Linked DNA regions of Mus musculus: all the other regions are linked to region 1. Evidence: chromatin contacts called from public Hi-C, HiCAR-type, HiChIP or PLAC-seq and promoter capture Hi-C data. All regions are on one chromosome and are shown on one strand. Each heading gives the region's core, a stretch centred on a gene start, on an enhancer-like site or on the middle of the called end of the contact. The rest is flanking DNA. Distances are from core to core; before and after follow the strand shown.

The links. A called contact is a pair of places that touch in the nucleus more often than the background predicts. HiCAR-type assays count read pairs that join an accessible place to other places. HiChIP or PLAC-seq counts read pairs in DNA pulled down with a chosen protein or histone mark. Capture Hi-C pulls out chosen DNA fragments and counts their contacts.
Region 2: a contact with region 1 is called in a promoter capture Hi-C map of adipose tissue, with 2.8 times the contacts expected there. The contact joins the promoter of U2af2 here to the promoter of Myadm in region 1. A contact is called at or near these places in 5 of 39 promoter capture datasets (cranial neural crest, hippocampal neurons, liver and 1 more), 4 of 484 Hi-C or Micro-C datasets (LSK cells, muscle stem cells, myocytes and 1 more), 3 of 115 datasets of contacts at active chromatin or transcription factors (astrocytes, neural progenitor cells and pancreatic cancer cells) and 3 of 9 other capture datasets (adipose tissue, liver and macrophages).
Region 3: an HNF4G HiChIP or PLAC-seq map of pancreatic cancer cells shows a contact between it and region 1. The contact joins the promoter of Zfp784 here to the promoter of Myadm in region 1. A contact is called at or near these places in 3 of 39 promoter capture datasets (frontonasal cranial neural crest, hippocampal neurons and maxillary cranial neural crest), 1 of 484 Hi-C or Micro-C datasets (B cells) and 2 of 115 datasets of contacts at active chromatin or transcription factors (bone marrow-derived dendritic cells and pancreatic cancer cells).
Region 4: a contact with region 1 is called in a Hi-C map of B cells, with 7 read pairs. The contact joins the promoter of Tmem238 here to the promoter of Myadm in region 1. A contact is called at or near these places in 5 of 39 promoter capture datasets (cranial neural crest, liver, pre-B cells and 1 more), 1 of 484 Hi-C or Micro-C datasets (B cells), 2 of 115 datasets of contacts at active chromatin or transcription factors (embryonic stem cells and pancreatic cancer cells) and 1 of 9 other capture datasets (liver).
Region 5: a contact with region 1 is called in a FOXA1 HiChIP or PLAC-seq map of pancreatic cancer cells. The contact joins the promoter of Ppp6r1 here to the promoter of Myadm in region 1. A contact is called at or near these places in 4 of 39 promoter capture datasets (cranial neural crest, frontonasal cranial neural crest, hippocampal neurons and 1 more), 1 of 484 Hi-C or Micro-C datasets (cardiomyocytes), 1 of 115 datasets of contacts at active chromatin or transcription factors (pancreatic cancer cells) and 1 of 9 other capture datasets (liver).
Region 6: a contact with region 1 is called in a HiCAR-type map of embryonic stem cells, with 4 times the contacts expected there. The contact joins the promoter of Tnni3 here to the promoter of Myadm in region 1. A contact is called at or near these places in 9 of 39 promoter capture datasets (the 3T3-L1 cell line, HPC-7-derived erythroid cells, cranial neural crest and 6 more), 4 of 115 datasets of contacts at active chromatin or transcription factors (embryonic stem cells, extraembryonic endoderm stem cells and pancreatic cancer cells) and 1 of 9 other capture datasets (liver).
Region 7: an H3K4me3 HiChIP or PLAC-seq map of embryonic limb bud shows a contact between it and region 1, with 7 times the contacts expected there. The contact joins the enhancer-like site here to the promoter of Myadm in region 1. A contact is called at or near these places in 3 of 39 promoter capture datasets (the HPC-7 cell line, hippocampal neurons and pre-B cells) and 4 of 115 datasets of contacts at active chromatin or transcription factors (astrocytes, bone marrow-derived dendritic cells, embryonic limb bud and 1 more).

What each region holds. Positions count from the first base shown.
Region 1 is chr7:3,289,062-3,292,171 of GRCm38.p6, reverse strand. It overlaps Myadm (myeloid-associated differentiation marker), which reads right to left and starts at 1,617. Exons shown (of 3, transcript NM_016969.2): 1 at 1,542-1,617.
Region 2 is chr7:5,060,546-5,063,655 of GRCm38.p6, reverse strand. U2af2 (U2 small nuclear ribonucleoprotein auxiliary factor (U2AF) 2) reads right to left here and starts at 1,513. Exons shown (of 12, transcript NM_133671.3): 1 at 1,320-1,513. The coding sequence starts at 1,368. Ccdc106 (coiled-coil domain containing 106) reads right to left here. Exons shown (of 5, transcript NM_146178.2): 5 at 2,871-3,110.
Region 3 is chr7:5,036,843-5,039,952 of GRCm38.p6, reverse strand. It overlaps Zfp784 (zinc finger protein 784), which reads left to right and starts at 1,507. Exons shown (of 2, transcript NM_001039532.2): 1 at 1,507-1,618. The coding sequence starts at 1,541. It also overlaps a transcript of Zfp580 not described here.
Region 4 is chr7:4,788,018-4,791,127 of GRCm38.p6, reverse strand. Tmem238 (transmembrane protein 238) reads left to right here and starts at 1,568. Exons shown (of 2, transcript NM_029384.1): 1 at 1,568-2,123. The coding sequence starts at 1,586. The coding sequence ends at 2,116.
Region 5 is chr7:4,657,452-4,660,561 of GRCm38.p6, reverse strand. Ppp6r1 (protein phosphatase 6, regulatory subunit 1) reads left to right here and starts at 1,612. Exons shown (of 24, transcript NM_172894.2): 1 at 1,612-2,081. Hspbp1 (HSPA (heat shock 70kDa) binding protein, cytoplasmic cochaperone 1) reads left to right here. Exons shown (of 8, transcript NM_001360629.1): 8 at 1-46.
Region 6 is chr7:4,520,931-4,524,040 of GRCm38.p6, reverse strand. Tnni3 (troponin I, cardiac 3) reads left to right here and starts at 1,513. Exons shown (of 8, transcript NM_009406.4): 1 at 1,513-1,736; 2 at 1,959-1,971; 3 at 2,139-2,225; 4 at 2,655-2,696; 5 at 2,947-3,078. The coding sequence starts at 1,726. Dnaaf3 (dynein, axonemal assembly factor 3) reads left to right here. Exons shown (of 12, transcript NM_001033548.3): 11 at 29-103; 12 at 182-1,108. The coding sequence ends at 725.
Region 7 is chr7:4,426,178-4,429,287 of GRCm38.p6, reverse strand. It overlaps Rdh13 (retinol dehydrogenase 13 (all-trans and 9-cis)), which reads left to right. Exons shown (of 7, transcript NM_175372.4): 7 at 1,486-3,110. The coding sequence ends at 1,730. Among named protein-coding and RNA genes, the nearest start is that of Rdh13, 18 kb to the left of the region's middle. Within about 2 kb of position 1,822, at least 196 of the 459 cell types and tissues checked have an H3K27ac peak or open chromatin away from gene starts, as enhancers often do. A contact at or near this core is called in embryonic limb bud, where this site is marked.

The sequences.
Region 1 (3,110 bases), core at 368-2,867:
TAGAGGCAGGATTGGAAATTCGAGGCCTTCTTGGGGTCACAGAGAGAGTTCAAGACCACCAAGGGGTGGGGGTGGGGATGGGGGGAAAGGAAGTCAGTAGTGGTGAGGTTTTAAGTAGAGTATTTGACTAGCATGTGTGAGGTACTAGGTTCAACCCCTAATGGGTGGGACTGGGGCTAAGGGAATGAGACTCCTTAAAACTCCTTCAATCTGATGGAGCTCCAGGACACAGCTCTTCCTTGGCTCCAGGCAAGAACTCATGCAGGAGTTGCAATTCTCCCTGGGAACTAGAAGCCTCCAGGGCACTTGGGAGTTGAGACAGAAAGGCAGAAACCCCCAGCTCCCACCAGGATTGGTTTTTTTGGGAAGCCAGGCACCCCGCACTATAATAAGTGGGCAACAGATCGCCTGTAATCTCAGCATTTAGGAGGAAGAGGCAGACGGATCTCTACAAGTTCAGGGCCAGCCAGGTCTACATAGCGAGTTCCAGGACTACAAAGGCTATATACATAAAGCCTGTCTTTAAAATTTTTTAAACAAAAACAAAAATGGCGGGTTAGTGTCCAGCATAAATCCTTCTGTCAGGGAGAAAAGTTAGGAAAGGAGGAATAGAAAGAAAGGAAGACCTTAGGAGAGGTAACGGAACTAGTGATAGAGGCCTCCAGCATCGTTTGAAGTCATTGCTCAGGAATGCTCAGCTAAAGACATAAGCAGGGTGAGGAAACGCCCCTAGAGTTTCCTCCTAGGTCTAGTTCCACTCTCAGGGCCACACCCAGCACCCCTGCTACCATCCCCAATGCCACACTCCTGAGGTCATCCATCACTCCACAGACAGGGCACATGCTGGGCACAGCCCTGAACAGACTCCAGGCCACGCCTCACACCAGTGGTGGGCTCAGCCGTAAGCCTTCAAAGATTCCTACCTCCCTCCCCCCAGCCCCCCCCCCATACTCTAGTGCGGGTGCAGGCCTCTGGGAGGGTCAGAACAAGGACTTTCCCCTCCTGAGTCCCTCCAGGTATAAGCACCAGGTATAAGCATCCAGGAGTTCCATCTTCTCGGATTCAGGGATCTATACTCAATCTTTCCGAGTCTTCAAACCAAGAGTCGAGATCCCAGCCCCTCCCTTCTTCCGTCCCAATTCAAACTCCAGTACCTTCTCCCTCAGAACAAATTCAGACCCCCAACTTCCTCCAGATTAAGGTCTGAATCCTGCCCTCCTCCCTGAGACCCATCTTAAATACAGATCCCAAACCTTTTTGGTCAGACCTAGGAGTCTAGATCCCATCCTACCGCTCTCAGCCTCAAGGGTCCAAGTACCACCGTCCTTCCTCATACCCACGTGCCCACTCCCCAGTCCCTCTTCTTTCCCATGTATGACCTGTATGAGCTCAGATGTTCAGCCTTTCATCCAGAGCTTGAGTCCTGGTCCAACTGCAGTGTTTCTAGGGATCCAGACACCTGAATCCGTGCCCACTCCTCTTTCTAGAACCAAGGATCCTGGACCACAACTCCTTCCCTTTGGGGGTCCCTGCAGCTTTACCTCTCCAGGCAGTGGCGACTGTAGCACAAACAAGGACGACAGCTGCAGACCAAAAGGGTCTTAGGACTGGGTGGAGTTGGCCAGCTGAGGAGCGCGCGAGGGAGGGGTTGTGGGCGGGGTTTGGGCCTGGCTAGGGCGGTGAAAAGGGACTTTCCCTTCATTCAGGCTATCCCTGGTAGGCCCCGAAGGCGGGGCTAATGCCACACCACGCCCCCAGAAGGCTAGCGTCCTGGATCTCCCGCCCTACCAGTGAGGGGGTGCAGAGCTGAGGTCACCGTAGCCGTGGAGACAAAACAGGAAGACACAGCAGCTGGAGGGGTGGGGTCTCCTGGGGGCTATCCTCCCTGTCATAGCTCTAGAAAGAAATCTTCAGGGTAGACCGGAGAATGCTGTTGCCATAGAAACGTACTTGTTTATGATTTGTTTCAGATAGAGTCGTCGCCCCCCCCCCACTAAGCCGGGTCCCCACGCCTAGTCTCACCTCTCATTCAGTTCTCCCGCTCTCCGCCCCACGCCTCTGTCTATCAGTTCCCCCACGATACCCAGAAAAAGGAAATCTTACACATCCAGGTCCCAGCAGTTTGAGGGTCAGCTAGACCTCTGTTTAACGGAGTCTTGTCTACCTGAAGCAGAATTTAGGGTGCCAGGCCTTGAGCTTAAGCTACCTTGACTAGTGAGGGCCCACCCCCAAAAAACAAAGACTAGATTCCTTCGTTTAGGGGTCTGCATAGAGAGTGGGCCATATCTCCAATTACACTGTAATCATGGCCTGAGGACCCTTGGGCCAAGTCTCAGAAGATCACAGCCAGGAGACGCGAAAGGATGATGGATAGTAGCTAAATTCCTGGAAATTTGGAGGGAGGGTACCAGATTTCTGAGCGTTCAGTTTTCAAAACATATGTGGTTGGTTGGTTGGTTGCCTGAGTCTAGAAGGGCACGCTATTTTTGGCCTGAATTCCTGCCTTCAGGACAAAGGGAGAGACTCAGAATCTTTATGAGGACAGGGCTAGGGCCCGGAGCTCTGGATTCTAGGTTCTATCATATGGGAAGGATTCCTCGGGCCCTATAGTACCGGGAGGAGAGGGGCAAAAGCAGGAAAGAGATGCAGGATTGGGAAAAAAAAAAAAAAAAAAAGTCGGATTTAAGGGCCTGAAAGAACTCGACTGAGCCAGATGGGAAAAGAAGCTGAAGGTCGCGATGCTGGAGGGACCTTTAGGTCTCTCCTAAAGGTCCCAATGCTGGCCCCCTGGGCAGGGCGGAGACCCAGGACACCTGGTTCCCTCCCTCCTGGCTGCACTCACTCACCCCGCTCTGCAGCGGTCCCGGGCGCGGCCTTGCTCTGCTGCTGCTGGGCGGGGCCTAGTGGCGGCTGCGGCTGCTTGTCTCTTCCCGGCGGCTGCTTCTGGTTACCTTCCAGGAAGACTGGAGAGGTTTATAGTCCTAGCCCTAGAGAGGAAGCTAGGAGCTTCGCGAAGGGGGTGGGAGGTGGGGGTTCGAAGGGGTCCAAGAGCTCACTACAGCCAGCTTCGTGTCCTACAGAGGAGGGAGGAGCTGGAGAGGGGACCTGGA
Region 2 (3,110 bases), core at 264-2,763, 1.8 Mb before region 1:
GCATCGATGATCAGCATACAGGTAACAGATTAGACTGTCAGATAAAGAGTAATGAAGGTATTTGAACTCAGGTATGTTCAATCCCTAAGCCCTATACTCTAAAGCAATACACTACTCAAAGCAGAAAAGCTCACCAAGGACACTCAGAATAATTACTTTTCCACGTGTACTGTTTTAGCTACTCTCTCCTCAATTCCAGCTTCATTTCAAATAATTCTCAAGGTCTCATCCAGTGCCCCAACACAAGACAGCTTAAGTCTCAACCCTCAAGAAATTTAAACTCTTCGGTCTCAAAAAAGAAGAGGTTGTAGAGAATGTCTTGTAAATCAACGTTTTCCTCGGTATCCCTAAATCCGCCAGCACCAACATAGCCTGCTTGCCTTTCTGATCCAAATTCATAGTACAAGATCTTACCTTGGGAGCACCTGCCTCCACTAACCTGTTAATGGGCCAGCTCCCTCTTCCCCATTCTGTTGAATATTTTACAATCCCTATAGTGTAACTGGCTTTAGGTACCCGAGTTTGGAATGATACAGGACCTGGGCTTTGCCTAAAACCGATAAGTTTAGGGATTGTTAGGGATATGGAAAACAGATATTGTCTGCCGCCAAAAAAAGCCCCAAGGCATACATGATTTATGCTCAACAGGAGCACAAAGAACGCAGACTTCCCTCTTTGGCGGGCAAACAAGTGTAGGACACATTTTTATCTAAGACACCGCAAAGCCGGAGACGGAGACGGAGACAGAAACATCGAGGTAGGAGAGTTCTGGAGAAATCAAAAAAATATGAACAGGCTCGAAACCTACAAGCAGCGGGAGATTGCACTGCCAGTCCACGTGAAGGAAAAGGAAAGGAGGGGGGGGGGCTGATTCACCACCGCCATTTTGGAAACAAAGGGGGCGTGGAGAAAAGAAAAGTACGCACGACCGGAAGCGGAAGTGCCAAGGCAGCAAAAGAAAATGACAGAATTTAGAGACCAAAATTCATCTTTCTCAAGTAAAAGACAAAAATTTAAAACGACAACAGAAAAGCTTCACATTACGGAATCCCGCGCGCTCTCAAGGCATCTACTTAACAAAACGCGCCGCCTCCGCCGAGACCACGTGGGCGCGGGCTATTGCGGCGCGCACGCGCCCTGAGCCTCGCCCGCCACCCCTTCCCTCAGCGCCGAGAGGAGGTCACGTGAGCTCGGCGCGCGCGGCACGGACGGGGGGGTGGGGGGGTAGCGTGCGGCCCTAGGGAAGCGAACAAGAGAGGGAAATGGCGGGGGGGCACAGGGCGAAGCAAGAAGCCACCCCACAACCCCGGCGCCCTCACCTTGTTTATTCTCGTTGAGCTGCCGCTCGAACTCGTCGAAGTCCGACATGCTTAGGCGGCCGCGTAGGGCCCTGTGCAGCTCTCGCCTCGCCTTGCCGCCCGCCCGCTCCGGCTACTTCCGCCGCTGGCTTCGGCTACTTCCGGCCCCCGCCGGCACTCCGTCGCCTACCTAATCAAGCCCCAAGCCCCGCCCCTCCCAGGCTCCACCCCCTCGTCCCGCCCGACCCGCCCCCCCCCGGAACTTCCCCGAGCTCGGCTCCGAAGCCTGTCGGCTGTTCTCGGACGGAGCAGTCGGAAGGCGGCGGTCGCCGTCAAAATCACCCGAAGCGAGGATTATGCCGGCTGCCCGAGTTTCGGTAACTTTTCGGAAACTAGCGTTTCAACGTTCGGAGGATTCCGCGAGTCTTCGCGTTCCCCGACACCAGCCCCCTCTAAAGACACGGATTTTCCTACAACTCAAACCGTCTGTCTCTGGCCTCCTCTGGAAATCCGTCCCACCCCTCGCCGACCCTGTCCAAGCGGTCAGTCACTTCCAACAATCCTAACCGTCCGGGCCTTCGGCTCTTTCCGAAGGTTTCCAGCGCTCGCTCACCGCCCCTCTAGAGATTAAGCCCGATTCTAGTCTTCGGCTCTTTCCGGAGGCGCCACAGGGTCACTCCGCCCCTTCCGGAGAATATCGGTCCCTTCCGCCACTGCTTCGGGAAGGTCTCACGCCCAGGAGGGAAGTTCGGCTCTTTCCGCTCTTGCTTCGGCTCCTTTCGGCTTAAAGACCCGAAAAGGGAGGGAGGACTGATGGGAGGTGGGCCAGATAGCTACGGGGGAGGGGGCGGGGTCTCAGCTTTCGGTCCCTAGCTCTCTAGGAGAAAACTGAAAAAACTGACCTCGCGGAAGGCCAGAGAAAGTGTGTGGGACAGTAGCAGCCAGTGCGACAAAGGGTGTTCGAGGCCGCTGCGGAGGTTGTTAGCTCAGCTTGGGACGCCTGCGCACGGTGATTGGAGAGGGGTTTCTGCGCCTGCGTAGCGGTCTAGGGCACGTTTTTCTCAGCGCTCCGGAGGATCCGCCATTCTAAATCCACATTGCGCGTGCGCCCGATCTCCTCCCACACACCCCTTCCCCCACCGCCAACCTCAGCCCCCAAGGCACTAACTTCAAGACGGTTAAACCTGACTGCTCTCTCCCGGTTGCCAAGGCAATCGCGTTAAATTGTCCGCCCCTGCTCCTGCTGCGCAAGCGCCGAATGTGACACCTCCGAGAGATCTCCTGACCCCTGGCGGGCAGGCGGAAAAGAGTCTACCCAGCGCCCCGGTACCTCCTCCGGGCTGGCTCAGCTAAACGTTCATTGAATCAATGCCCCAGGCGCTGCCTTCTTAAAGTCGTCTTACCTCAGTTTCTCCTACTGCTCCGCTTCCCACCTCTGCCTCCTGGGGCTAATTACACCCTACCCTCCCCAACCTCTCTAGAGGCTTCTGGCTGAGCGCTCCTGTCCCAGTCTCCGTGGCGACGGCCACCCCTTCCCAGCATATTCCCTTCCTAGTAAGACCTGGGGCCCAGTTTATTGAAAATTTTCATGTCTCTTTAATTTAAACTCTCAGAATAATACTCTGTCTTTGCATGGGATGCAGATGGGCTACTCCTGGCTAAGGAGGCCTAGCTGGCAGCCCCTGCGGGGTGAAATGGAGACGGGGTGCCTAGCGTGTGCGGCCGAGAAGCAGGGCCCAGTGCTCAGGAAGGGCAGCTTCTAGCCCTGGCGGTGCCCCGGGAAGGCCGACCTAGCCAGCAATCTGCTGGGGG
Region 3 (3,110 bases), core at 258-2,757, 1.7 Mb before region 1:
GATGGACCCGGGGGTGGTGGGGGGGGGGTGGTGGTACATGCCTGTAACCACAGGACCAGAAATATCAAGAGTTCAAGGCCAGGGCTGGGGAGATAACTCAGAAGTTAAGGCATTTGTTGATTTTTCAGAGGACCTGGGTTTGGTTCCAGCACCCAGATGACAGCTAACAACCCTCTGTAACTTCCCCATCTCAGATGTCCATGAGTACTGCAAACAAGTGGTGGACAGACAGAGCACCCATACGAGGAGGAGGGAGGGGGAGGGGGAAGGAAGGAAGAAGAAGAAGAAAGAAGGAAGAGGAGGGAGGAAGGGAGGGAGGAAGGAAAGAGGGACAGAGGGAAGGAAGGAGGAGGAGACCTTTAAAAATCAAAATAGAGTTCAAGGCCAGCATAGACTACATAAGTTTGAGGTCACCTTACTGTATGGGGCGTAGTCAGAAGGTAGGAAACAAGGAATGAGTGAAAATAGGAAGAGAAGCCAGGCAGTGGTGGCCCATGCCTTTAATCCCTGCACTGGGGGGGGCAGAGGCAGGTGGATTTCTGAGTTCGAGGCCAGCCTGGTCTACAGAGTGAGTTCCAGGACAGCCAAGGCTACACAGAAAAACCCTGTCTCGAAAACAAAAACAAAAAAAGAAAGAAAGAAAATCCCATAAGGAAACCCTGTCTCAAAAAAAAAAAAAAAAAAAAAAAAAAAAAAAAAAAAAAGGAGGAGGAGGAGATGATCACAGAAGTGTCCTGACTTATCAAGTCACAAAGTCAGGCCCTAGAGTGAGTTTAACTCTCAAAAGAGCCCTGTCCTTAGTGCTGCCGAAAACCCTCTTTGAGCTCTTTTCTCCCAAACATCACAGCAACTGAGAGGGGTTAGCTTCCGTCTGGAATCTTACCTGAGCTCATGAGTCTCCTCCTCCTTCTTTTTTTAAAATTGGTTATTTTCTTTATTTACATTTCAAATGTTATCCCCTTTCCGGGTTCCCCGACCCCCCACTCCCGAATGAGTCTCATTCTTGACACAGACTTAGAAAACCTCCCATTCATAAACTGAACCGCTACCTTTTGCACCATGAATTGAAAGTAACCTCAGAAACGTTAGAATCTCCCATGCCTTTAAGTTCACATAAGCAAACTTCGGGCTCACCTGCAGTTAGTTTTAAAAGGGGATTTGGAAGGCCGATCATTATGGCTCAGAGGCCAGCAGATTTCTGTGAGTTCGAGGCCATCTTGGTCTGCAAAGAGAGTTCTAGGCCAGACAGGAATACATAGTGAAAACATGCCTAAACAATAAAAAGTGGGGAGACATTGGAATGCGTCGCTAGGGTGTGGCCGACCTTCCAGCTGCAAGTTCAGTCAGCCCATGCGGAGGACCGACAGGTTTTGAAGACCTTTTGCCGGATTCCGCCTATCCTACCCCGCCAGGGCCCCGCTCATCTACCGGTTATGATCCCGCCCCTCGTCGACCTGCCCCGCGCTTGCGCAGCGCCGCCAGCCCGGCCCCGCCCTTCGCGGAGCAATCTTTGCCCTCAGGGACCGGGCTTAGGTACAAGATGGCCGCCGCGCGCCCGGATCCCCCGATTCCGAGCTCACCGACCCGGGAGTCGCCATCCCCGGAGCCGCCGGACCTGGTGCGGGCGACGAAGGGGTCTGGGCCGGGGGTTCACAGCGAAGAAGATCGCAGGGCAAGGGGCGGGGTCAAGGCGGGGCCTAGAACAATTGGGCGGGGGTATGGTAACCCTCTGGGGCGGGGTTTAGGGAGGAGCCTATGGGGAATGAGGAGCGAGGCCTGGTTGAGGCGGGTCTTGAAGACAGCTTGTGTCTTGGGCTTGGTTGGGTCCAGGGAGAGGACAAGGGAGCTTGCATAAAGAAGTGTGGCATCTTAAGAGGGGCGGGGCACCAGGGAAATTATAGGGCTAGTGGATGGTTGGGAAGGTGACCCCAAAGGAGAGCTATAATTCGGTCACCGTGTTGGGATGGCATGTGATGATACAAGGACTGACTGCCTTACAAATGCCCAAGGGAGGAGAAATGGGTGCTTCGGATGACTTTAGAACTTATAACTAGTAACTGGAAAGTAACTGAAAATATTGGTTCATTCAGCAAACATTTAAAGCTCCAGGGGACCAAAATGGACAACGATTGCGTCCTCTTGCAACTTGCAGTCTTATGAGGAGAAAAAGTGACGATAAAGAGTATTGTAATATGTCCTATAAGAGAAATAAAAGGTGCACTTAAGAGTGGGGGTGGAGCAAGCTAAATTTAAATGGCAGAAGTCAGCTGGGTGCCGGCTTATGGTTGCAATGTAGTCAGTGAGATAAGCAGGATCCAGATCGTGTTGGATATTATAGGAAGGACACGAGGTTTTAAGTGCAATCGGAGGACTTGGAGTGGCGAAATGTCATGACCTCATTTGCATTTTCCAAAGTCCATTTAGGGTGCTCTAGAAGAGGTGGATAATGAGGGGCAGAAGCAGGAACAGGGGTTACCTCTGAGTGGTGTTTTTCATTCTAAGGGGGGAATTATGAGACTTTTAACTAGTACAGAGGAGAGGTACCACCGTGTCTGTGGTATATTTGGGTCAAGAAGGGGAAATGCCAGAACAAGGATCCATCAAAAATTCGGTATCATGGATAACAGGGTTAAGAAATCAAGGGATACGGCTGGAGAGATGGCTCAGCATTTAAGAGCCCTGGCTGCACTTTTAGAGGTTCAGTTCCGGGCATCCGCATGGAGGCTCACAACCACCTGTGACTCCATTCCTAGAGGATCTGACCCTCACTCCTGACCTCCATGGACAGTGACACACACAGTGAACACACATGCAGGCTCTCACACAGAACAGAACATGAAATACTTGGGCTTGATGGCAAGCGCACGCCTTTAATCCCAGCACTTGGGAGGCAGAGGCAGGCAGACCTTTGTGAGTTCTAGGCCAAACTAATCTACACAGCAAGTACCAAACCAGCCAGGGCTACATAGTGAAACCTTCTAAGTAAATAAATAACAAATCATTAAATATATATATGCCAGGCGGTGGTGGCACACGCCTTTAATCCCAGCACTCGGGAGGCAAAGGCAGGCGGATTTCTGAGTTCAAGGCCAGCCTGGTCTACAAAGTGA
Region 4 (3,110 bases), core at 319-2,818, 1.5 Mb before region 1:
GCATCACGGTGGAAAATGTGATTTTTCTCCTCCATCATCCTCAGTTTTCTCCAACTCTGAAACTAGATAGAGTCTTGGGAGAACTAGTTCTGTTCAGAACTGTCTCGAGGTTTCCCACCCCAGGGAGAATGAACTCATTTAAGGGGTAGATGTGTGGAAGATCAGGACTTCCCTATAATAGCTGTTGGGTCCTCCTAGTGTGGACCATGGCTTGGCCCAACCATTTGCCTGTGCCATGATGCCTCTCAGTTCCAGAGTGACCTGGCCATACCCATTAAATTCTCTCTAAGTTGGAGCTGGTGAGATGGCTCAGTGGGGAAGAACACTGACTGTTCTTCTGAAGGTCCTGAGTTCAAATTCCAAACAGCCACATGGTGGCTCACAATCATCCCTAACGGAATCTGATGCTTCTGATGTGTCTGTTTTGTTGTTGTTTTTTTTGTTTGTTTGTTTGGTTTTTTTTTTGTTTTTGTTTTTTTTTTTTTTTTTCGAGACAGGGTTTCTCTGTGTAGCCCTGGCTGTCCTGGAACTCACTCTGTAGACCAGGCTGGCCTCGAACTCAGAAATCCGCCTGCCTCTGCCTCCCGAGTGCTGGGATTAAAGGCGTGCGCCACCACGCCCGGCTTCTGATGTGTCTGAAGGCAGCTACAGTGTACTTACATATAACAATAAATATATCTTTAAAAAATAATAGCAAAAAGGCCACAGTTTTGGTTTGGTTTGACTTGAGTCAGGATCTCTCTGTGTGGCCCTGGCTGTCCTGGAACTCATTCTATAGACCAGGCTGGCCTCGAAATCAAGAGATCTGCCTCTCAAGTGCTGGGACTAAGGGCATGGGTCACCACTGTCAGGCTAAAGCTACAATTTCTATGCCATCTCCTCAGGGACACCTTTCCTGAGCACTTCGGGAATTGTGGCTAGGAACAGGAAGGCAGGTCTTGTCAGGCTAACATCTGAGCACTAACAGAGCCCTGAGCTCAGTATATTGTGTACACAAGGTGTCAGCTGGCACCTGGGAGATGGGTTCATTGTATTCCCAGGTTGGGTTAACAAGGCCCTACACTCACAAGAGATCTCAAAAGACAAGCATGGAGACAGCTTCAGGGCTCTGGCTGCTGATTCTGTGCTCCAGAGAATGTTGTTGTTGCTGTTGTTGGATTTTATGCTGTGCAGGGCATGAAATCAAGAACTTCGAGCATGGTAGGCAAGCACTCCACCAAGCGAGCTACATACCAACATGCCCGGTTTTTTGTTTCTGATCCCCATTTTGTTTCACTATGGACTTGGTGGTACAGGTAGCCCTCGGGAGACGGGCACTAAGTAGAAACACTATCTAGCTACATTATGCCACCCTGAAATTTGGCCCTAGTCATCTGGCACTGCTTAATGGACAGGGTCGTGCGCCGCTGATCCTCCCAGACCTTTGAGCTACACAAGAGACTCATTCGGGCCACCAGGTCCAGGCTGTGAGCTCAGGTGACCATGCAGGCACTGGGCACACCTGGCGCCGGGCCCTAACTCCGCCCCGGGAAGCCGCACCCCGGGACGCTGTCGGGGAGCAGGCGGCGGCGGGCCACCGAGGGCCATGGCGGCAGCGTCACCGGTGTGCGGCTCGCAGGCGTCCGCGGTCGGCGCCTCGTCCCCACCCGCGCCCGCACCGGCTCCAGCGGCCGGCTTGGGCCGCTGCCGCATGGCGCTGCTGCTGGCCGTGGCCTTGGACGTGGCGGGCATGGCGGCGCTGCTGACCGGCGTGTTCGCGCAGCTGCAGGTGCGCGGCCGCGACTTCGGGGACCTGCTCATCTACTCTGGGGCGCTGCTGGTGTTCTTGAGCCTGCTGGGCTGGATTCTCTGGTACACCGGCAACATCGAGATCTCGCGCCAGGAGCTGGAGCGTGACTACGGCCTACGACCCTCGGCGATTGCCCGCCTGGCGCGCAAGCTGTCCCGTCGCTGGTCGGCGCCCGCCACCGCCAGTCCCCGGACCACAGCCGGTCTCCGCTCAGCACGCAGAGCGAACCGCGCGCCCCAGCCCTCCTCCTCCGGCTCCCGCCGCGTGCGCCTGCAGCTCGCCACGCTTGAGGCGGGGTCCGTGGCGGCAGGCACGGGCAGCGAGTGAGCCCCAGGTGAGGACACCAGAAAGAATGAGATGTGGTGGGGAGACGGACATGTCGCTGGAAGGGGAAACTGCAGGAGAGTGAGTCAGAGATAGCAGAGACTCGGAAGGATGGGTGGGACAAAGTTGGGAGTCACAGCACGCCCTCCTCCTTTTGCTCCACGTGCACCAGGCCTCATGCCATCCTCCCTGTAGCCAGTTCTCTGAGCTCATTACTGTTACTGTACAAGAAGCTCCGAAAGTAGGTGACACTCTTGTCCGGACCACACAAATGTACAAATGAAAGAGTGCCATTCATCCAGACAGGCGGTCCTAATGTGAAGTCAGAGGCAAAGAAGAACCAGTGGGCACAGAGAGGGAAAGCACCCTTGTTCCTTTCCCTTTCTCTGATATTTAAGACAGGGCTTCACGGCTGTCCTGGAACTTGATATGTAGACCAGGCTGCCCTTGAACTGAGATCAGCTTGTGTCTGCCTCCGGAGTGCTGGAATTAAAGGCATGTGCCACCACTCTTGGCCCTTTATTAGTGTGTGTGTGTGCGTGCGTGTGCGTGTGCGCGCATTTGTGACACAATGTTTGTGTTGCATCTATTCTCTTTCCAGCATGTAGGCTTTGGAGATCAAACTCAGGTCAGCAGTTTGGTGGCAAGCACCTTTACCCAATGCGCCATTTTTTTTTTTTTGAGACCCCTGTATTTTCTTTCTTAAATTCTCTCCAGCTTTCCTGCTTCTTTCTTGCCATCTCATCAAACCCAGGCCATTGACTGATGTGTAAAACCTCTGCTTTTATTTTTATTTATTTATTGATTTATTTATTTATTGGTTTTTCAAGACCGGGTTTCTCTGTATAGTCCTGGCTGTCCTGGAACTCACTTTGTAGACCAGGCTGGCCTCGAACTCAGAAATCCGCCTGCCTCTGCCTCCCAAGTGCTGGGATTAAAGGCGTGTGCCACCACGCCCATCTTTAAACCTCTGTTTTTAAGTTCTTTTCCCCAAATT
Region 5 (3,110 bases), core at 363-2,862, 1.4 Mb before region 1:
CATGTCCACACTGCTCTTCAAATAAAAACATTTCTCCTGCTCCCTTATGCTGTCTTGCATTGTTTTTTGGAAGGTTCTTATGGAAGGAAGGAGGGGCTGAGCTTAGAGGATTTGGGGAGATGGTCACTAAAGGTATAATAAGTGTTGCTCTTACCTCAGAGCTGCTGTCTTTTCTTGCTGTGTTGTGCTGGGACCATCTGTTCTTTAACACACACACACACACACACACACACGTACTTTTAAAAACATATTTGAGTGTATAAAGAGGGGCATGGCCTGTGAATGGAGGTTAGAGGACAGTGTGGGGCATTGATTCTCCCTTTCTCCCATGTGGGTATTGGGATCGAATTTTAAGTTGAGCCAGGTTATGGGCTTGCACAGCAGCCACCTTTGCCCATGAAGCCAGCTCGACATCCTTGAAGTTTTGTGTGAAAGTTAATCTTCATTGCCAAGTTGGCAGGATTTAGAATCACCATGGAAACACATCTCCAGTGTGTGTATGAGTTTCCAGAAAGGTCTAACTGGGGAGAGAAGACCCATCCTGGAATTGGGGGTGGGGTGGGGGGGGGGGGCAGGCTGAACTTAAAGGAGACAGGGAGCAGAGCTAGTGTTCACTTTTAATATGAAGGTGCTCTCTTACACAGAACTCAGTTGATACAAGATCGAACAAAAATTAAAAGCAGCACAGCCCAGGAGAGACAAGACGAAAAAAATTACTGACAGGTGTTAATCTGTGCAAGTCCATTAAAGCCATTTGAGAAGGGGTGGAGAAAAATATCTACATCCCTTGAAAGTCAAAATAATGACTGACGTGAAATGTCCCCGAAATATAAAGTCCTAATCTGCTGTTTTAAAAAAGGAAAACTAATGTTTCTTACATGCATTTATCTAGTCCTTACAGCTGACCTCTAAAACGGGCACGAAGGAGCAGGGGATGAAAGTTGGGGTAAACCGAGGCTCAGCGCTAGAAAAGGCCCTTTAGTGACTGAATCCCGGCGTTAAGGGGTTCCTCCCGGTTGTTACAAGAGGAGGCTTTGTGCAGCAACTGGCAACAGTAGACGCGGCTTGGGCAAATGCCTGAGTAGGAGGTCAGCCAGAAAACCTCGGCAGACGCTTAGGCATCCGGGACGAACCCGACTGAACAAAAGCAACCAGCTTCGCGTGAGGACGAAAAGTTGGAATGGATTTCTTAGGAGTTGACTCGAGTCAAAGAAATATGGTTGAAGGAGTCGGAATAACAATCGGATTTCCGAAGGTAGCTTTCAGGGCGAAAGATCCTAGAACCGAATATTCAGCGGATTTTGGAATGTAGTCACAGAAAACGGGGTTCTGGCTGCAGCAGCGCCTGCGCACTGGGCCCTCTAGGTTTATTCAGGGAGAGAACATTGGCAACCGTGGGCACGGACAGCCGCGGAGTTCCGGAGTGGGCGGGTTCTGGGCGCCAGCGCTCACCGCGCACGCGCCTCGCCAGGCCGACCTAGCGGCCTCTCGCGCACCTGCGCACGGAGAGCGACCACGAGAGGGCGGAGCCTGTCTTCTTGCGTCCTCCCGCGCTCGGGGCATTGTGGGACAGTGGCGGAGGTAGCCCTGCGTCGGAGGCCTTAAGGTGGACGGCTGGGGCCGGGGAGACCCAGCCGCTTCGGGTGACAGTAAAGCCGAGGGGACGGGCGTCGGCTCTCGGTGCAATTCTGCACCCGTCGGGCTGCGGAGGCTTCTTTTTCCTGTCCCGCGGGTGCCGGCGTGTCAGTGTGTAACCCGCGGCGACTTCCCCCGTCGCCCTGCTTCGGAGGCGCCTGCGCGGGCCTCGCGTCGGCCACGGAGCTCTGCGGTGGAACGAGTGCGCCTACTTTTTCGCGACGACCCGAACTCGTCGAAGCTCGGTGGTGAGGCAGGGGATTCCCTGTGACTGGAGGGCGCTTGCGCGGGTTCGCGAGCTCCGGCCCGGGCGCCTGCGCGAGCCCACCGGCGCCGCCCCCGCCCCTCTTAGCCGGCCCCTCGACAGGGCCGGAGCCGCCGGCGGCGGGGCGGCAGGGGCGCCCCGATGAGCCCCGAGTGCGAGGAGCCGCCGCCCCCCCGCGCAGGTGAGCCCCGCAGCTGCCTTCCCGGGCGTGCGCCTTCTAATCCGGAGTCTTTTCCTCAAATCTCCCTGAGCGCCCCTGAGTCTCTTAGTATCCTCCCTTTCACTCCCTAAGTCTTTTAGCCACTTGCCAGTATCATCAAGTCTATTTCCTGTCGCCGGGCCTGTGTCTACTTCGCTGTCATTCCCAGCCCGTCTTCCTCGTCTATTGGGGACCCTCTCTAAGTCTCTTAGACTCTTCTCCCCGCAGCCCCCAGCCCCCATCTCTTCCCACTGGGATCTACATCACCTCCACCTATCATTCTGACTCAGCTCTCTTGGGATTTGGGCCCACTCCCCTGTCCCCCCTGTCGTAGTCTTCCTCCTCTAGGGTGCCTTTCTCTTTCCTTCCTCTTGCCTGCTCTTTTGTGCTCACCTCTGTGTCTACCTACTCTTTTCACTCTCACCAGCCTTCGTGGACTCTTGACCTTTTTGTTTCTCACCCTCTGCTCAGGAAGGCAAGGTTAAACAGGTCTTTTCCTTCGCCTTGGCTGTGGCTGTCCTGTCCCTGTTTGTCCCTAGTTTCCTGTGGTGAGGAGGCACTTTGGAACCACTGTTTGGTGCGCTACTGGGTATTCTGTGAGATGAGGCCCATTGAGGGCAGAACTTGGTTGCTGGGTCCAGGAGGGAGTGGTCAGTGGAAGTCCCTGGTACTTTTATCTACTCAGGGAGCCAAAGGCAGAGCTGGACAGTCACAATTACTGTGTGTTGTGATGGTGGTAACCCAGGGTGCTGTGGCAGCAGGCCGCAGAGTGGGAGAGACTGGTGAGACCGGCCGGATGGGTGACTTTTCTGTCGAGGAAGGCTGAGTGGGAGTTAACAGATGGAGAGTGGGAAGAAGAGCTTTCCAGGTGGAAGAAACACCGCGTGCAAATATGTGAAGGTGGGAACACTGAGGGAGCCAGGATGGAGTGGGTTGAAGTGTTAAGAGGGCAAGGGTGGAATGGCTTGGCTGGAGCTGCTGTCCAGGGCCTTAAGTGACCTGGTTGGTAGT
Region 6 (3,110 bases), core at 264-2,763, 1.2 Mb before region 1:
CTCAGCTCCTAGTCCTTTCTCTCCTTAGGATGGTCCATCTTCTCAGCCCTGAGCTCGGGGCTTGCGTGGCCCCCGGAGGGAACCTGGTTGTGGAATTAGCTCGGTGAGCCAGAGGAGTGGGGTGGGAAGGTCACAGCTGGGCCAAAAGCCAGGTCTCCTCACACACAGTTTCCCAACATAGGTACTTGGTGGACCTGCGGCCCAAGGAGTTGAAGGCGTTCTCTGACCGCGTTGTAGAGATAGCGCGGGTGGCTGGGTTCGCCCCTCACACTGCAACCAAACCCTCGGAGACTTTTGCGAGGTTCTACAAGTTAGGGGACTCCACTCCGGGTGGCGGAGACTCAGCTGTGGAATCTGGACCCGCGCCCTCCAAAGTGGAATCTACCCGCGCCCCTCTCCCAGAATCGATAAGTCCGCCCCAGGCTAACCAGGCCCCCTCTCTAGAGGCGATGAGCCCACCCCTGGCTGACCTGGCCCCACCTCTAGAGACAATGTGTCCACCCCAGGCCAACCAGGCCCCTCCTCTAGAAGCGTTGAGCCCATCCAAAGCTGACCAGATCCCACCTCTAGAGGCGATGAGCCCACCCCAGGCTAAGCTAGTCCTGCCTGTAGAAGCAATCAGCCTTCCCCAAGCCGACCTGGCCTCTCCTCCGGAAGTGATAAGCCCACTCCAGGAAGCTATGGCAACGTCCTGGGTGAATGCACCTCCAAAACATGTAACATGAACCCCAGGGACCACGTAGCCCACCTTTAACTGCTGAAGCAGGCCCAGGGATTGACATCACCAGCTCAGCCCACCTGCATGCGGTTTTACTCTGCGTTCCTTCTCAACCCCAGGGATATGACTAGAACTTCAAATTCCTTTCCTGGAACTCTCGGTTGTACTATTTGGGGGGTAGGGGTGAGGGTGGGGGATGGGTCCTAGACTGTTATCTGAGACTTATCCTGACAAGGATCGAAGGCTGAAGGGACAACCCTGGGCTCCAGATCCTCTCTTTTGTCTTGGGCCTTTCTTGACATGCTGCTTTTGGGAAGGACAAGGGCATAGCCTTCCTTGAATGTGATTCAAATAAAAAGCGCAGGGTCACCTCTGTGTGTCCTGTCCTCAGTCGGTCTCCAGTGCCAAGAAGGGTGGGAGCAGCAGGGATGGGTCCCGATTGTGGGTTTGCAAGTGGGCTTGGCTGAATTTCACAGGAGTGAAGGATAAGATCCTTCAAACTAAACATGCCAGGGCCACTGAAACCGACAGAAACGTGGGGGAGAGAAAGGACACACTAGGTCCCAGAAAGACTGCAGTTCAGTGAGGGACCTAGGTGTGAGGACAGAAGGCCGGCATGGATTTCTGGGTATGAACATGGGAAGCTGAAGTCTAGACTCTTGGATTTGAGAGAAGAGGGACCTTGCTCCGGGTTTTCCTAAGTTTGAGGGAGGAGGGAGCTGGGGCGCTAGAGTCAAAGGAGGAGGGGTGTAGATCCTGGGCACCTTGGTTGACCCAACTGGAGCTTTGCACACGGCTCCCCTCACACCCTGTTATCGCTTATCCTGGGCAGGGGAGGAGACAGCAGTATATTTAGTCTTTGTCCTCGCCCCTTATCTCAGTGTCCTCAGTGAGGCTTGAGCAGCCCAGAGGAAACCCAACCTCTAGAGACCTCCAAGGTCACCAGGGACACCCTTCCAGGACCCTCCAGGAATCTCCGATCCTGTTCTCTGCCTCTGGAGATCATCATGGCTGATGAGTATGTGAATCTTCGTAGCCTTGGGGTGGAGACCTCAACAGGGAGAGGTGCGGTGGGTCTTGAGGGTGCAACCAGGTTGGATACTTGTCCTGAGAGAGTAGGAGGCAAGGGTGGTTGGATTTCTGTAGAAATGAGGTAAGAATTTGGGAATCAGACTCCTGGGGTTCAAGAGTCAGGGGACCACCATCAGTGATTTCCTCTTCACGGTTTCTCTCTCTTCAGGAGCAGCGATGCGGTGAGCTGTGAGCTAAGAAGTGGGGTAGGGAACCTTCGGTCCAGAGTGGGTGCTGCAGGGAGAGGACTGGGGACCAGTGGGCAGGGGAACCTGCCGCTAGAGGTGAGGTATCCAGGAAGGGCTGGATGGGAGGGTTTGGGTAGTGATGTAGCCTGCTTCAATTCCAGGCTGGGGAACCGCAGCCTGCGCCTGCTCCTGTCCGACGCCGCTCCTCTGCCAACTACCGAGCCTATGCCACCGAGCCACACGCCAAGGTGGGGCGGGGTCCAAGAGGATGGGCTTCTGGGTTCAAGAATCCTCTGAGACCCAGAAGGGGGCAGGACCAAGGCCCTGGAAAGGGGTGGTAGGGTGATGGGCAGAGCCCTATGGGTGGGGCAGAATTTCAGAAAGGTTCAGGTTGGGCTTGGTGACAGCGGCCTGTGGTTGGGGGGAACTTGCCTACAGCAAGGTTTAGGCGTGAGCGTAGTGGTTAGCAGTGAATAGATAGGCAGTGCGTAGCTCTAGTCGGAGACAAAGATTGGTAGATGGGACCGAGGAGCGTGGCTTCCAGTGGACTCCGCGTTCTGGTTGAAGAATGTCTGACCCGAATGGGTATGCACTCGAGTGGGTCGTGATGCCTTGCAGCTCCACCCAGTGTCCACTTTGGGACCTCACACTGACCTTTCTCCATATCACCTTGGCAGAAAAAGTCTAAGATCTCCGCCTCCAGAAAACTTCAGTTGAAGGTGATGATGAGGTCGCAGTGGGTGGGCTTGGGTGGGCGGAGCTTTGGGGGAGTGGTTTCGCTTCCGGAGTGTGTCAGTCCCCGCCTCCCCCGCCCCCCCCCCCCACGTGCGCGCGGGCAGAAACGAGGCAGGTTTTGAATAAAAGACACAAACTTGGATGTTCGGATATTCTGTCTCTCTGGAGGATGGAGGGAAATTTGTTATTCTTATACTTTTTGGGACTCTGTTGTCTGCTCCAACCATTCCGCAGACTCTGATGCTGCAGATTGCGAAGCAGGAGATGGAACGAGAGGCAGAAGAGCGACGTGGAGAGAAGGGGCGCGTTCTGAGGACTCGTTGCCAGCCTTTGGAGTTGGATGGGCTGGGCTTTGAAGAGCTTCAGGTACCAGTTTACAAAGCAAGGATTCCGGATAA
Region 7 (3,110 bases), core at 573-3,072, 1.1 Mb before region 1:
CAGCCAAACATTAGGTGGAGAGAGCTTCAGTTGAAAAGCGTCATGGGATCACTTCTCTTGAAGCTTGGGAATCCCAGAGAAGAGGGGGAGAAAGAGTTGTAGGAGCCAGCAGGATTGAGAGTACCAGGAGAACACGGCCCACAGAATCAACTAAGTAGGGCTCATTCACAGAGACTGAAGCAGCTATCACCAAGCCTGCACAGGTCTGTGCTAGGTCCTCTGTGTATGCTATGGTTGTGCAGCTCATGTGGAATTGTGCCTAGTCTTAGTGTGTCTTGTTATGCTGTGTTCGGTTGATATTCCTGGGAGGCCCGCTCTTTCCTGAAGGGAAATAGAGGAGGAGTGGATCTGAGGGAGAGGGAAAGCAGGAAGGCAAACTGGGAGAGTGAAGGGAGGAGAGGCTGCGGTTGGGATCAACGGTGTGAGAGAAGAAGTACAAGAATGTAGTCTGAGTCAACAGAGCACTGTGGCAGGCATTCATAATGCCCGAGTCACTTAGTGGGCATGTATTAAGAATTTTAGCGTGAGAAGACCACAGAATCGAGGGCTGGAGATGTCGCTCAGTTGGCGAACTGCTTGGCTATCTTTCTGGAGCCCTGGGGTTGATCTCCAGCACCACATAAAATCAAACACTGGGATTTGCCTCCCAGCACTCTGCACATAGAGGCAGAGGGAAGGAATTTAAGTTCATCTTTGGCTGTATAGGGAGTTGAGGTCAGGGCCAACCTGGACTACACATGCCCTGCCTGAGACACATGCCCTGCCTGAGACACATGCCCTGCCTGAGACACATGCCCTGCCTGAGACACATGCCCTGCCTGAGACACATGCCCCTGCCTGAGACACATGCCCTGCCTGAGACACATGCCCTGCCTGAGACACATGCCCTGCCTGAGACACATGCCCTGCCTGAGACACATGCCCTGCCTGAGACACATGCCCTGCCTGAGACACATGCCCTGCCTGAGACACATGCCCTGCCTGAGACACATGCTCTGCCTGAGACACATGCCCTGCCTGAGACACATGCTCTGCCTGAGACACATGCCCTGCCTGAGACACATGCCCTGCCTGAGACACATGCCCTGCCTGAGACACATGCCCTGCCTGAGACACATGCCCTGCCTGAGACACATGCCCTGCCTGAGACACATGCTCTGCCTGAGACACATGCCCTGCCTGAGAGGAAAAGATTATTTCTAGGAACAATACATAGAATAGAGGAAAATGTGCTTTCATTTTTCTGGGAACACTCAGGGAGGCTTCCTATAGGAGGCCGCTTTTGGATTCATCTCTCCTTTTGGAGGAATTTGTGGGGTGTTGCCTGGGACGGGCCATTTAGGTAGAGAGAACTGCAGACACAAAGGCCTGGAGGTAGGTTCCCTGGGACTTCAGGGCAGCTTCCAGCCTCCAAGGCTGGGTTTTGGGTTCCCTGAGGGTGGAGCAGGGGATTTTTATTTTTGACTGTTCTGTGGTTGATTGTAGGGCCCTTCTTCTGGCTGCTGTTCAAGAGTCCCCAGCTGGCGGCCCAGCCCAGCACATATCTGGCCGTGGCAGAAGAACTGGAGAATGTTTCGGGGAAGTACTTTGATGGACTCAGAGAGAAGGCTCCATCTCCTGAGGCTGAAGATGAGGAAGTAGCCCGCAGACTTTGGACGGAAAGTGCCCGTTTGGTGGGCTTGGCCATGGCTCATGGATCCCCTGGGAGAGGACATGCCATTCCCAGATAACCTTCAGAGACCCAGATGGAGCTGTGTTACCAAGACTGCTGCTGGCCATGCTCTCATCATCCTCTAGGGGCAGTATTGGTACTATTAGAATCTCAAGACTGTGGATGTTGGCTGCCATGTCCTCATCATCCTTTAGGGACAGTGTTGCACTGTTAGAACTCAAGTCTGTGGATGCTGGCTGCTATGCCCTCATCATCCTCTAGGTGGCAATGTTAGTTCTAGCATTTATCGTTAGCTGGCTACATTGAGTTGGACCACAGGTAGGCACTGGCTCAGGGGATGGCAGGTCCATGTACTCTGTTGGTTACTGGGGAGATGGTCCATCAGGTGCCTCCTTTAGGAATCTAAAAGGGGAGGCTGATAGGGGAGACAGTCACTCTGGTTATGGGCAGTGTCCAAAGACAGTGGACACCAAAGCTGCTGTGGTGGACTGATTGGTCTACTGTTAAAGAGCAGGCATAGCTATAGATTTTTGTGGGCCCTTATATACTCCTGCCTCCTCTCTGACTTGGCTGTTGTTCTAGTTTGCTTTCTGTTGCTGTGATAAACACCATGACCAAAATCAACCTGGGGAGAAAAAGGGCTTATTTAACTCACAGGTTATAGTTTATCATGGAAGAGGCAAGCCAGGGCAGGAACTCAGGACAGTAACTTGAAGCAGATACCAATGGAGGTGTGCTCACAGGCATATGTCAGGTACCTTGCTTTTATTTTTATTATTATTATTATTATCTTTTTTTTTTTTTTTTTTTTTTTTACAGAGAGGGTCTCACTTTGTAACCCTGGCCTTCCTGGAACTTGCTATGTAGACTAGGCTGGCCTTGAACTCACAGAGATCTGCCATGCCTGGAATTAAAGGCATGTATTACTATGCCTGTCCCAGGTACCTGTGCAGGCCTACCTGTCCAAGGATGGCACCATCCACAGTGGGCGTCTACCTCCTACATCAGCTAGCAATCAAGAAAATGCTCCACAGACAATCCCTCAGGACAGTCTGGTCTAAGCAGCTCTTCACATGAGGGTCTCTCTCTGTCTTTTACGAATGTCAGGTTGACAACCAAATGAACCAGACAGCTCTTGATTGCAAACTGCAAAGGGTCACTGCTCCCTTAAGGATGGTGTGGGTCTGAAGCTCTCGCCAGACTCAGAAAGGGCAGCCGTGGACACCTTGTGTGCTGGACAGTGGCTGTGATCCAGTGGAAACCCTGGCAGACCCTGTCTTGGTTAGCCCCGAAGTGCTCAGGACAGAGTGGGATGAAAAGCTGCTAGCTGCTGCCACAGAAAACCAGCGTGACCTAGGATCAGGATCTCTCCAATTCCTGTGTAATTTTAACTGTAGACTCTTAAGCTTGTTGTTTGATTACAGTAACATGTTAGGGG